Regions from separate parts of the Sparus aurata genome. Here region 2 is linked to region 1. Evidence: chromatin contacts called from public Hi-C data. All regions are on one chromosome and are shown on one strand. Each heading gives the region's core, a stretch centred on a gene start, on an enhancer-like site or on the middle of the called end of the contact. The rest is flanking DNA. Distances are from core to core; before and after follow the strand shown.

Region 1 (6,171 bases), core at 2,933-5,432:
GGTTACGAAGAGTGACATTTCCATTTGTTTTGGAAACAGAAGCGCTTACTTCTCAGCACACAACTCAGTGGCCTGACTTGGCGATGACTCTGAATAGCCAGAGAAACATGAGCCTAGGCCCTGCTGAGCTCAGGCTTAGCTTTACCTCTGCTATTGTCCATGCTGTGACGTAGCGTTCCTCAGTTAGAGGCTGCTGGTCATCATGAAAGCTGGGAAGATGTCTGATGAACTGATTACTGCGATATTAAGTTGTCAACACTTCAAGATTATTGCAAGGCTGGTGTTGTCTTTCACAATTAGGAGGCTACCAAATCTATTCCTCAGTCTGTTTGTCATAGATGTTGACACATTTAGCCACTCTTCAGTTCTGCTCATGCTGCCAGGAGACAGTTGCGTCGTACGCCAGGCAGCTGTTGAGTCTGGCTCCAGGTGAGCGTGTTGGTTAAGCCTGCAGTTTTACAGCCGGCTGAGACAGCTCTGGTCAGGGGCGTGCACACAGAGGCCTTGGGGGTATCCTGCTATCCATCCCTCTATTGCTCCATCCCGTCATCTATTTACCACCCTATCCATCCATCTGTCTGTCCTGCACTGGATCTGTGAGCAGCTGGCCCTGTCATGTAGTGTGGCGGCCCCCAGCCCCCCTACCGTTATAGAACAGTGGTACAGAGATAGGGACAATAGCAGCAGCATGATAGCATGATCCATTTACCCCACTGTACTCACTCACCTCACTGACTGCCCCATTAGCAGGGAAGGGTTCACTGTCAGCTGTTAGCCTAATGCACCACTCCCACACTTGGTTTCTCCCCTCAGAGTCATATGTGTGATAAAAGCTAATTTCATTGATTATATCTGTCATTTACAAGAGATACATGATGTGTATTGTAGGGGTAAATTGCTTTTCTTGTGTAATCAATTAGTCGATTCATTTACTATCTGATTAATTTATGATCGTTTATCATAATAGTATAGTACATGTCAGTTATTTTTGTGGGTTCATTAATGTGAAGAATTGCTTCCCTTTCTCATCAGCTATCTTTTAAAAGACATCACTTTTGACTAATAGATCAATTGCTTGATTAAAAAAAAATCAATAGGCAAAATCATTTAATGTAATCTGTAGTTAAAAGCTGTACAGAAAGTAAGTAATGTTAATGGATTTGAGAGTTTCATGGGACTGATCAATCTGCAATCCTCAACATGGGAAGCTGCTAATTAATAATAATTAAGAATATAAACTTAAAAGGAGTGCCAGTAGAGTAGGCAAACAGGGAGTATGATGTGTACACCATAGCGGAGAGGTCAGCACAGTGGCATTTTAAGTCCAGCATTGCTGTTCAGTGATGTAGAATTGTATTTCTTTATTTAGGATGATCCAATGGGGAACCTGAACCTGGCGTTTGACATAGCAGAGAAACACCTGGACATTCCCAAAATGCTGGACGCAGAAGGTAATGTTTGATGAAGTAGATGTGCCCCATTTAAGTTAATTGAAACTGTTCTTTGAAATAAATGTTTGCGATACGACATTCACTGTGCTTCCTTCATTCTCCAAAGTTATTTTCTACTTTTTTCTTCCTTTTTGCCACCTTGCCTTTTCCTCCATCTCGACGCCACAGATATCATCAACACCCCCAAGCCGGATGAAAGAGCTATCATGACCTATGTTTCCTGCTTTTACCATGCTTTTGCTGGAGCCGAGCAGGTAAACTGGTTGAACTTCATCCCTTACAAATTAAACATTTAAAGACAAGTCTGATTTTCTGAGCAACAAATCTATTATGAGGATGACGTTATCAGAGCTATTGGAAGGATCGATGGGAGCATGGCCCACTGTGTTACTTTGCTCTTGCAATTACAATATTCTCGTGCCCTGTGCTCTCAGGCAGAGACGGCTGCCAACAGGATCTGTAAGGTGCTTGGTGTAAACCAAGAGAATGAGAAAATGATGGAAGAGTATGAGAGACTGGCAAGTGAGGTAAAGTCATTTTTCAAAATGTCCTTAAAATATTAATGGATAATGGATATATATATATAGTTCATATTAAATTAATCTTTTTCCTCTGCTTGTTACATGAAATAAGTTCAAAGTAAAAGTACAGACAAAAAATATCTGATGAAGAAAAATCATCAGCCCACTGCTGTCTCCACAAGGAGCTCTCCTACCTTTCCTCTTCCTCCTATGTTGTCTTTTCTGAATCCCAGCTGCTGGAGTGGATCCAACGCACCACTCCCTGGCTTGAGAACCGGACCCCCGAGAAGACCATGGTGGAGATGCGGCGGAAACTGGAGGACTTCAGGGACTACAGACGCCAGCACAAGCCCCCGAAGGTGCAGGAGAAGTGCCAGCTGGAAATTAACTTCAACACTCTGCAGACCAAGTTGCGCATCAGCAATCGCCCTGCCTTCATGCCCTCTGAGGGGAAGATGGTGTCTGTAAGTCAGTGTTCATGATTGTGTGACCTCTAATTGTATCAATTCTCATGGCATATGATTTAGAGGTTAGGATTCTACCAATACGGGTGATTTGTTGACACTTTTTTGCACCTTCAAATAACAAGTATTGATAAAAAAAAATGGGCAGATTTGCCCAGGGGGAATCAATACAAAACACCTTCAGTAAATAAAGTTAAACTGTGATTTTTCATTCAGGACATAGCAAGTGCATGGCAGGGCCTGGAGCAGGCAGAGAAAGGCTACGAGGAGTGGCTCCTTACAGAGATCCGTAGGCTGGAGAGGCTGGACCACCTGGCTGAAAAGTTTCGCCAGAAAGCAACCAATCATGAGAGCTGGGCCAGCGGTCAGTTTTGGTTTGGCTTTTTAGTTGTTTGCATGCAACTAACACTGCTACAATATGTTCATTGATATAAATGTTTATCTGTCTGTCTTGACATGTGAGCCTATCTATAGGCATCTGTATTCCAACTTCTCTGCCAGCTGTTCAATATTCAAGTGTTTCCTTTAACTACAGGGATCTGATTGAAAGTTTAAGAGTCTGTCCAATGCAATTAGCCTGTAGTGAACTGTAAGGGGTTGTTTTCTACATCAGCAATGACCAAATAAGGCCAGTGTTTCGATCCAACCTGCTAATCATATTTTTGTACCTCATTCCTCTCTCTCGGTTTGTATGTGTTATTCAGGTAAAGAACTGATCCTCTCCCAGAAGGACTATGAAACAGCCACCCTGACAGAAATCCGAGCGTTGCTCCGAAAACACGAGGCCTTCGAGAGCGACTTGGCAGCTCACCAGGACAGAGTGGAGCAGATTGCCGCCATTGCTCAGGAACTTAAGTACGCACTCCCTTTAGCAGACGTTTGCAGTCATGTGTCATGGAGGCCCTGGAGTATTTTGTCTTCTCCTGCCAAACACAACATCACGAGGGGGTGGTGGTGGTGGACTAATAGGAAAAGCAACCGATTGAATCGTGTTTCCTGTTTTTGTTATGTATTATTTTAATAGCTTTTTGGCTTTGCCCACTGTATAAGTGGCAGCTGCAATTATAGAACGACATCTGCACAACACAACTAGATTCTGCATTAGTTAATAGTCTCAAAACCTCTGATCTTAGTTCACAATTTAAATGTGGAAGAAGAAAAAGGAAACCGTCTGCATCCAAATCTCCACCAGTTGTACTTACTATGACTTGTTTACCGCCAACACTTCAAGTCTGCGAGGGCGTGAGACTGCAAGGCTGATATCTGCCACTGATAGACAGGCCTACATTAATAAATTGCATATGGTTTTAAGGTAAATAAGGTCAATTACAAGATACATTTATTGTCATTTTTTACCTCTACAGTCCATCAACTTCTAAATAATTCTGTATCATAATGTGGTTAAATATTATTTCTAGACTTGGGGGTAATTACATCAGTGCAGTTTGTTGAACTCTGCACTCCAAGCGATGTCTGCAGAAAGTCCTCCTGAGGGCCCTTGTGGACTGAATTAATAGTGGGTTTTGGACAGCCTTCAGCACTCGCAGACTCCATGCAAACGCCCCTGCAAGTTTGCAAGTCAACAAGACCGGTGAAGCCTGGATATTTGGATACAACCACCCTCTTCTCAGTTACAGATTAGCAGGATGGAGGGTGTGGCTTACAGGCATGCTGACATTTTCAATCAGGAATCAGTGAGGAACACCTGTCCGTCGTTATCTTCTCATTCTGGGATTGGCCACAGATTAAGTATTTCCTGTTTCATATTTAACTAGTCCTCTGAGTGAGGAAGATATCATTTCAACTGACAGGCAAAATGGCCATGTGGTTTCCTGCAAGGTATGTGCTTGTTAAATTATTATTTTGGCTTGTTCATTTTCCATTATTGGTTTAATTTTTATCCAAGTATTTGACCATGCTGTTTTCTCTTACAGTCAATTGCTCCTCTTTGCACTGTTAAGCTGGAATATCCATTGCTATCCTATTAAAAATGGTAAAACTAACACTTCACTGCAACTATAAATATACTTTATCACATGCTTTCTTAGCTTATTCGACTCACCACAAGTTGTCTCTCCTAGGCTGGAGCCAGCGTGATCCTAATGAAGGCAGTTACACTAGCATGGAGACGTCTCCTGGCTTTGATTATGGTTCATCCCAAAGTTTTCCTGCTCAGCCTTCCGATATGAATGATCCTGCTGTCTCCTTCCTGTATGAGCCAGAGAAGGCACAAGTGTATTCTAGACCTGAATCCCCTCCAGCAAACCCTACTCCAGGTGTGTCCAGCATGGCTTCATGGAACACTGCTCCTGTTTACTCTCCTGTGGCAGCATCTACGACTGCCTACGCCATGTCCAAAACTTCTCAACCCATGTCTGACATTGGCCTTCCTCACCCTCCGGGTTTTCAGGCAGGTGAGCTTGAAAAGTATACAAGCATCTTGGGGCAAGGTAGTTCAGAAATGGAAACGGAAGAGCCACATTTTGTGCCCCCACTGCCACCACCTGGTCCATATCCAGGACCTGCCTACCAGGCTGGTGAATTGCGTAACTATGTATCCATCTCTGAGAATGGAAATGAAGAGAGGGAAACGGAAGAACAAGGTTTTCTGCCCCTGCCTCCCTATGCCGCTTCTCCACTGGGAACTAAGGAGCTGTCTGCTTTGTCCACATCTGAAGGCCCCGCGCAGCCAGTTTCCCAGGAACCGGAACCAGTGGGACAAAACTACTTCTACCATCTCTTCTTGACTGGTCAGCTTCCTACTGGCACACTGTCGCACTTCCAGTCAGACTACGAGAAAGGCAGAGACGACTATGGTGAAGTCCAATATGAGAGATACTACTATCCTGTAGCTCAACAGTCGATCATCCCTACTCAGACCCAGGAGCTTCCCAGTGATGAAGTCTATCAACCGCCTCAGTACTATACCAAAGCTTAACAGGACACTAAGTCTTCAACTTGAAGCAGATGATGAAGGCAGCTCTACTCCCTGCAGTTTACTAAAATGTACTTATGTCTGTGTTCAAGTTGCTTGATCTGAAATTTTAATAAAATGAACACGGTCCCTCCTGTGTGTAAATGTTTTCACCATCGCTGTGGCAAATGACCTCTGAGCCAGTTAATTGCTCTGTAAAAGTTGGCAAATTACCCTAATCTGGTGGGGATGCAGGCACCCTGTTGCTGAACTTTGACATTTGATTGGTTTAAAGGAATACAAACACCCAGTTTGGGGGGGGATGGAGGAATTTGACAAGTCATATTAATCATTAGTCAAGTTTTGGGTGGCAGTTAATTTTACAATTTACATTTTAGCAATTTCTTTCTAGTCTTGGACCTTTTTTATGTAGTTAAACCATTCATCGCTATGCCAGTGTCAGACTTGCTCAATTGATATCAGTAGCTTTATATTTTTTTTAATAACATCTTGATGCTTGGGGAACACTTCAAAGCTCTTTTCCACAACTGACACAAACTGCAGGACATGCTTTTTTTTTTTGTTTTCAGTGAGCTGGATTACCATGACGTAGCTGCTGTGAACCAGCGCTGCCAAAGCATCTGTGACCTGTGGGACAAGCTGGGAACCCTGACTCAGAAGAGAAGAGAGTCACTGGAGGTGAGGGCAACATTCAGAGCTAGATTAAATTGACTATGTGAATTAGAGAATTAAAATCTGTGGTTTTACTCACATGCTTTAAATGTTTCTTCATCATAGGGTAAGGGTTGTAAGTGTGTGCT
Region 2 (5,841 bases), core at 395-2,894, 200 kb after region 1:
CACTGTCTGTCAGCACCACAGCATTAAGACTGTGTCTAATATTAACCAGAAACTGAATAAACAAAAGGGTGGTCTTTGACTGTTACACAGTTGTGTATGTTCCCATGATGAATCCTGATGAAGTTAGTGGGGGCGTCTCAGACAGTGCTAATGGAAGATGTCCAGGGACACCAGGCATGTGATGAGGAAAATACCAACTTCATGTGACCCATGGCTAAGGAGCGGCTCATAGGCAGAGACAAACACCCATTTGTGTTGTTTTCTTCAGTCTGTGCTGATCCACTGAGGAGAATCCACCCATCAGGCAAGTACACTGTCATTGCTAAGTTAAAAATCTTTAACAAAGAGGTTTACATACTTTTTTTTCTTACCATTTCATGTGTTTGATTACCAATTTGACTTTAAATGTTACAAATGTGACTTGTGCTGCAAAGTTTTGACTTAATATTTGTTGGTTTTAACCGAAAACAGACCAAGATGTTCTCAAACGCTCAAGAAAAAATAAACTTTTATCAGTTATTGTGTTCGTACGCACTTCTACTTTTTGGTAAATATTTTTCTGTTAATTAGGATCCTAATTTCAAGAATGTGTCATTCATGTATTTGTTTATTTTGTTGTCGCTTCTGTGTAATTAGTTTCACTTACTTTATTTGAATTGTAACTTCAAACCACTTAATTTTGACACTATAATTACTGTTAACTGTCTAACTTGGTTTCTATTTTGTCTGTACCACACCCAGAGGAAATAATCAGTTCCCAGGCGTGCACTGATGCAGGCCTGAAGAAATGTCCTCTATTAGCTCTTTAATATATAAATGTAATATTTACCAGTAATATGCTGTACTGTGTCTTTAACTGGAGACATAATTTGTATCACCAGAGAACATTCTTACACCTCCATTTATCTGGAGATGGCAGTTTGATTTGAGACTAATCTAACTTTATTAAAGATTAGTCTGCCGATTATTTTCTCAGTTATAAGTTGTTGTTAGAGTTGGTAAGAATGTCCATCACACGTTCCCAGAGCCCAACAGTTGACCGCAGATATTTAGTTTGATATCATAAAAGAAGAAGAAAGCCGGCAAATATTCACTTATGAGGAAATTGAATTCACCACCATTTTGCTGTTTTTGATAAAGAGTAAAAGACTATGCATAGATTATAAAAATGGATTAATCGACTATTCCTTTCAGCGCAGCATTTTTAGATGAGCCCACATTGTAATCAGTGTTGTAAAAAGTACCCAAAAGCCAAAGTCTGACAAACATTTAATATCAGATACTTTGAGTATCAAAAGTAAATGTAAATTATACATGTATTCAGTGATGGAATGTTGAAAGTTAATTTACTCAAGAAGTGTACAATTTTTAGGAACAAACAGTCAAAACAGGAGTAAAGAGTTTATGATCACTGTATACAAAACATGTACACACTGCACAGCAACATGAGACATAGGCTTGCTTATGTCAGCTCGCCCTTATGTTGAACCTTTACCCCATGACTCCACTGATGACAGGCTGCCTCTCTTCTGCTGTGGTGAATGCTGCTTGGAAATAAAATAAATTAAAGTGATTTTAATTTGTTCTTCTTTTCCCTCCACGTCAGTGTAGAGTGCCTCTCCGGATGAAGCTTCATCGATCAGGATGCAGACAATAAAGACAGTGGAGACCCAAGTGCCCTTTCTGAAAGAGAGTTTCTTCACCACCACTTTCAAAGGCAGGAGGAAGAGCAGTGTTACCAGCCTCCTCCGTAAACAACAGCACTCGGTACTTAATCAACAACACCAGCAACAGCAGTGCATTTTAGAGCAGCAGCAGCAGCAGCAGCATCCAAAGCAATTTCTTCCCCGGTCAGTCGAAAACGGACAAGGGCAGCGCACTCCGGAGCATCAGCGCGTTGCTCGCTCAAACAGCAGCCCGTTATGCAAGACAGCTGAGCGTGCAGGAGCAGATGGGGATGGAGAGGAGGGGCGAAAAGAGAGGAAGGATCAGGGAGTCAGAGAGGCTGTGCAGGGGAGGGGGGGAGAGCGAGGAGTGAGTGGTAACGAGCCCGCGGCTGTCAGTGCCAGTCTCCTCCTCCTTTCATCATCAGCAGCATCAGTGGCGCTGGGGGAGGCAGCATCATTCTCACAGCTGCCTTTAACTGTGGTGGGCAGACAGCAGGGATTAAGCAGCTCTGAAAGGGCTCAGACCAACAGAGGAAGAGCATCAGTAGCAGCCCAGGAGGACGCCCAGCATGCCCAGTCTCGACCCCAGCAGCATGGCCTGTTAGCCAAGGGTGTCCGCCTGCTCAGGAACATGGGGAACCAGGAAGCAAAGCAGAAGAAAGGAGGAGGAAGTGCTGGAGCAGCAGCAGCAGCAGGGGATGTCTGTGATGGTGATGCTGATGAGAGGGACGTGGACAAAAAATCCAAAAAGTCCCACAGCAACGGGAAGAAGAAATCTAAGTCGGAGTCGAAGGGCTCTGTGTTTTCGGGGATGAAGATCAGGAAGAGTTTATCCAAGGCGAAAGGGTTGTCTAAGGATGACATGGTGGAAGATGGGAGGTCAGCACAGGTTGGCAAAGCAGGACTCAAGCCTTCTGCGGAGGCGAGCCTGTCAGCGGACGAAATGGGCATGCTATCAGATGTCACGGGGGATCTAAGCCGCTTGATCGCGGACAGTCACCAATCTCTGGTGGATGAGACCAGCCGGAAAACAAGCTCGGGATCGGATGCTGACCTTTATAGTTTTCACTCGGCAACAGCAGAAAATGAAGACCTGCTATCTGACATCCAGCAGACCATCAGAGACCAATGTGTGGCCGATGACAGGGTGCTAGAAATGGTGGCCGAGGGGAGAATAGCCCCTGAGAAGGTAACATCTCTCCAGCTGTTAAATCTGGATATGGGAGTTTTCTCTCCCCCTCCTGGTAGTGAATGTGTACCTGAAGAAGTAAGTGGAGATTTTAAGAAATTAGAGAACGAAAGTCAGGAAATACCCATATCAAGAAATTCATCCGGTCCAGGGTCCCTGAGCGAGAGTGGTCCGCCATCTTCAGCCGCAGACACAGAGCGAAGCAGTGGCAGCCTTTTCCCAAAGACCAACAGCACATACAGCTTCCCTGACACTACAAATACCACCAACTCATATGAGAGTGCTGAGGAACCCCAGGATGACCTGGAGAGCCCACTTATGCACCCACAGCTGAGCAAAAACATATGCGTTCCATGTGTCCGCTTGGAACCTGTGGTGGCAGGTGCAGCGCCGATGGGGCCTCACAAAAGTGTAAGCAGCATGGACCTGTCCATGGAGAGGGAGGGCGAAGAGGAACTGATGAGGCGGGACTTCCTGTCTCTGAAAAGGAGGAAGAGTAGTTTATCTTTTGGCCAGCTAACACCAGACGCCCATGTTTCTCAGCCAAGACGGACGTCCTCCGGCTCCCCTTCCACCGTCAAACTCTACCCTCCAGTCCACCCCTCCTATGTTAAGACCACCACCAGGCAGCTCACCTCTCCAATCGGCTCCCCTCTTACCAGCCCTAATGTTCCCAGGAAAATAGACACCACTGCTGCTGAGGTTGAATCCAACGGGGCCAAGGGGTTCAAGAGGCACAAGCAGAGGTCCTGCTCCATTGCTGGGGCCCTTGGTGTGTCTTCAGACTGGTCAACAGATGATGAGCTAAGAGGACAGCAGGTTGGTGGGGCCAAATTCCCAGAGCAGGACACGCCAGAGAGGAGTTACACCGGTGGGACTTACTGGACACTGGGCTCCAGGAGAGCACATCATGTAAGGAAGAGCTCCAGTAACACAGTGCCCTACCTGGATGTCTTCTCAGGTGAGTTCATGAAAACTTCAGGTACCTGTTGCCACAAATAAAGCCCAATCAGACAGGTATGAAGCACAGTTAATAGACCTCATATAAAACCTTTAAATGAGTATTTCCACCCAAGATATATTTGGGCATGCAACACCCTCCATTGATGACACGTCCTTGATTGCAATGTTCCCCCTAAAACTCATGGAAACACTGACCGAAATGCTAGACATCTTCAGAGGAACCAGAGCTAATCTGGTGGGAAACTGTCTCTTCTGGAAAAAATAACTCCACAATCCATTAGCAATATACCTTATAACCTTAACGTTATGCACTGCAGTTGGCTAACTTGCTTAGAGTCCACAGGAGAGTATTAAAGGATTCTCGATTGTATTATGTGAACCAGGAGAGCATGGCTTGTTAAATTGAGAACAAATTGGATGACACAGGGATGTGGGGGGGAAATATGAATGGATAGTCACCAGTTGGTCCGTCTCTGGGGAAATATTGGATGAAGCGCCAGAGAAGACAGGATTACGAATTAAAAATGTCTTCCTAACTGAAGACATCTGGCAGGTTTACGTCACAGCCCAACAGTATGGAACAATAACTGCCAGAACCTGTATTATACTTCAGCATTTGCATGAATAAAAAAAAAAAAGGGGGCTTTTTCTTTCTCAATACTTTCCGACTTTGTCTCTTACCATTCCTGAATATTTATTTTAAATTAGCGTTAAACTCGTGCCCAAGGCCTGCCTGATGTAGATTCAGAGCTGTTGTTGAACCACTGGACTGTGCACCCAATAAAAATAGTAAACTTTCCTCTTTAATTTCTTATGGCATTGATATAGGACACTGAAACAGATGTTTCTTGTTCGCCTGGCAAAACAAAATGCCTTTTTCTGACCTCAAGAGTAACGAAATGGCATTGGAGCACAAACAACTTTAAACTACATTATAGTTTTTCCTTAATACACTCACTGTACATATAAAATAGTCAAAACAAGTGTTTAGCATATTCAAAGAGCAGTACGCAGAAAACTACACTTGCATCATTTCCAAGCTGAGGCATTAAAACACCCAAAACACTCCTAAAACAGCTGAGAACTGTAGCTTTCAGCAAATGTTACTCAAACAGGAGCAAATTGTGCATTCGATGCAGACTATTTTCAGTCACTGCTCAAGTATGTGAGAAAATGAATAAAAATAAAACAGTTCGCACAAGGAACGTGTCACCCAGTCCGACTGTGATATCATTCTCTTGTCAGTTTTTTTTTTTTTTTAGTAATGGAGGTCTGTTGCACAGAGACATTGTCTTCATCGGGCTTTTATTTATTGTTAGTTTTGGCCTTTTTGTGTGACTTGACAGAGAAAAATACGGTCAGAAAATAGTCATTCTTTAAGTCGACTCCTCTGCTCTCACAGGAGCAACACTTTCCACTTACCACATAACATATCAGATAAAAACAAGGAATCCTTCCTTGAACATATTTTTGTTTGTTCATGTTACTATTGTTGCTGGGGATCCCCAACGGGTCGGATGTGGCTCCTACTTGTTTGGCGCTGAGCCCTGTCCTCATCTGAGATTAAAGTATTACGCAACGGTACGTACTGTGAAGTGATTATGATAATTGCCAAGTGATTTACATTCTAATGACTCACAAATGATCACATTCTGGGAATTATTACAGCGCAGATTATAAAGTTTGAGTATAAAGGAACAATAGCTCGTGACGACCACGATGAAACAGTGGGGGTTCTTTTATTGAGAAGTTTCTTCAGAACAAATGACCCTCTCTGATAAAACAATGCCACTCTGTCCTCCTTTTTTGTTGTGGTGCCTTTCAAGAGCTCAGCTGCTCTCCACTGTCTGGGCCTGTGCTCATAAATCAGACGACCGAATGACAACTCAGACCCGAAGCGATGCCGTCCTCTGATTCCAGACAAAAAAAAAGCGCACACAGGCGCAGGGCACACTTGTGGATGCTGAGCCCAAGTGACAGTTGTGGTGCATGACAAAAATAAGGCATGATATGAGATCCATT

What was found. A called contact is a pair of places that touch in the nucleus more often than the background predicts.
Region 2: a Hi-C map of skeletal muscle shows a contact between it and region 1, with 4 times the contacts expected there. The contact joins the promoter of fmn2a here to the promoter of LOC115596684 in region 1. A contact is called at or near these places in 2 of 2 Hi-C or Micro-C datasets (skeletal muscle and an unstated tissue).

What each region holds. Positions count from the first base shown.
Region 1 is chr15:22,378,334-22,384,504 of fSpaAur1.1, forward strand. It overlaps LOC115596684, which reads left to right and starts at 4,183. Exons shown (of 3, transcript XM_030441995.1): 1 at 4,183-4,275; 2 at 4,371-4,429; 3 at 4,518-5,515. The coding sequence starts at 4,253. The coding sequence ends at 5,374. It overlaps actn2b (actinin, alpha 2b), which reads left to right. Exons shown (of 21, transcript XM_030441994.1): 7 at 1,370-1,451; 8 at 1,620-1,705; 9 at 1,886-1,978; 10 at 2,206-2,436; 11 at 2,653-2,800; 12 at 3,141-3,291; 13 at 5,941-6,049.
Region 2 is chr15:22,579,799-22,585,639 of fSpaAur1.1, forward strand. It overlaps fmn2a (formin 2a), which reads left to right and starts at 1,645. Exons shown (of 17, transcript XM_030440926.1): 1 at 1,645-3,817. The coding sequence starts at 1,645.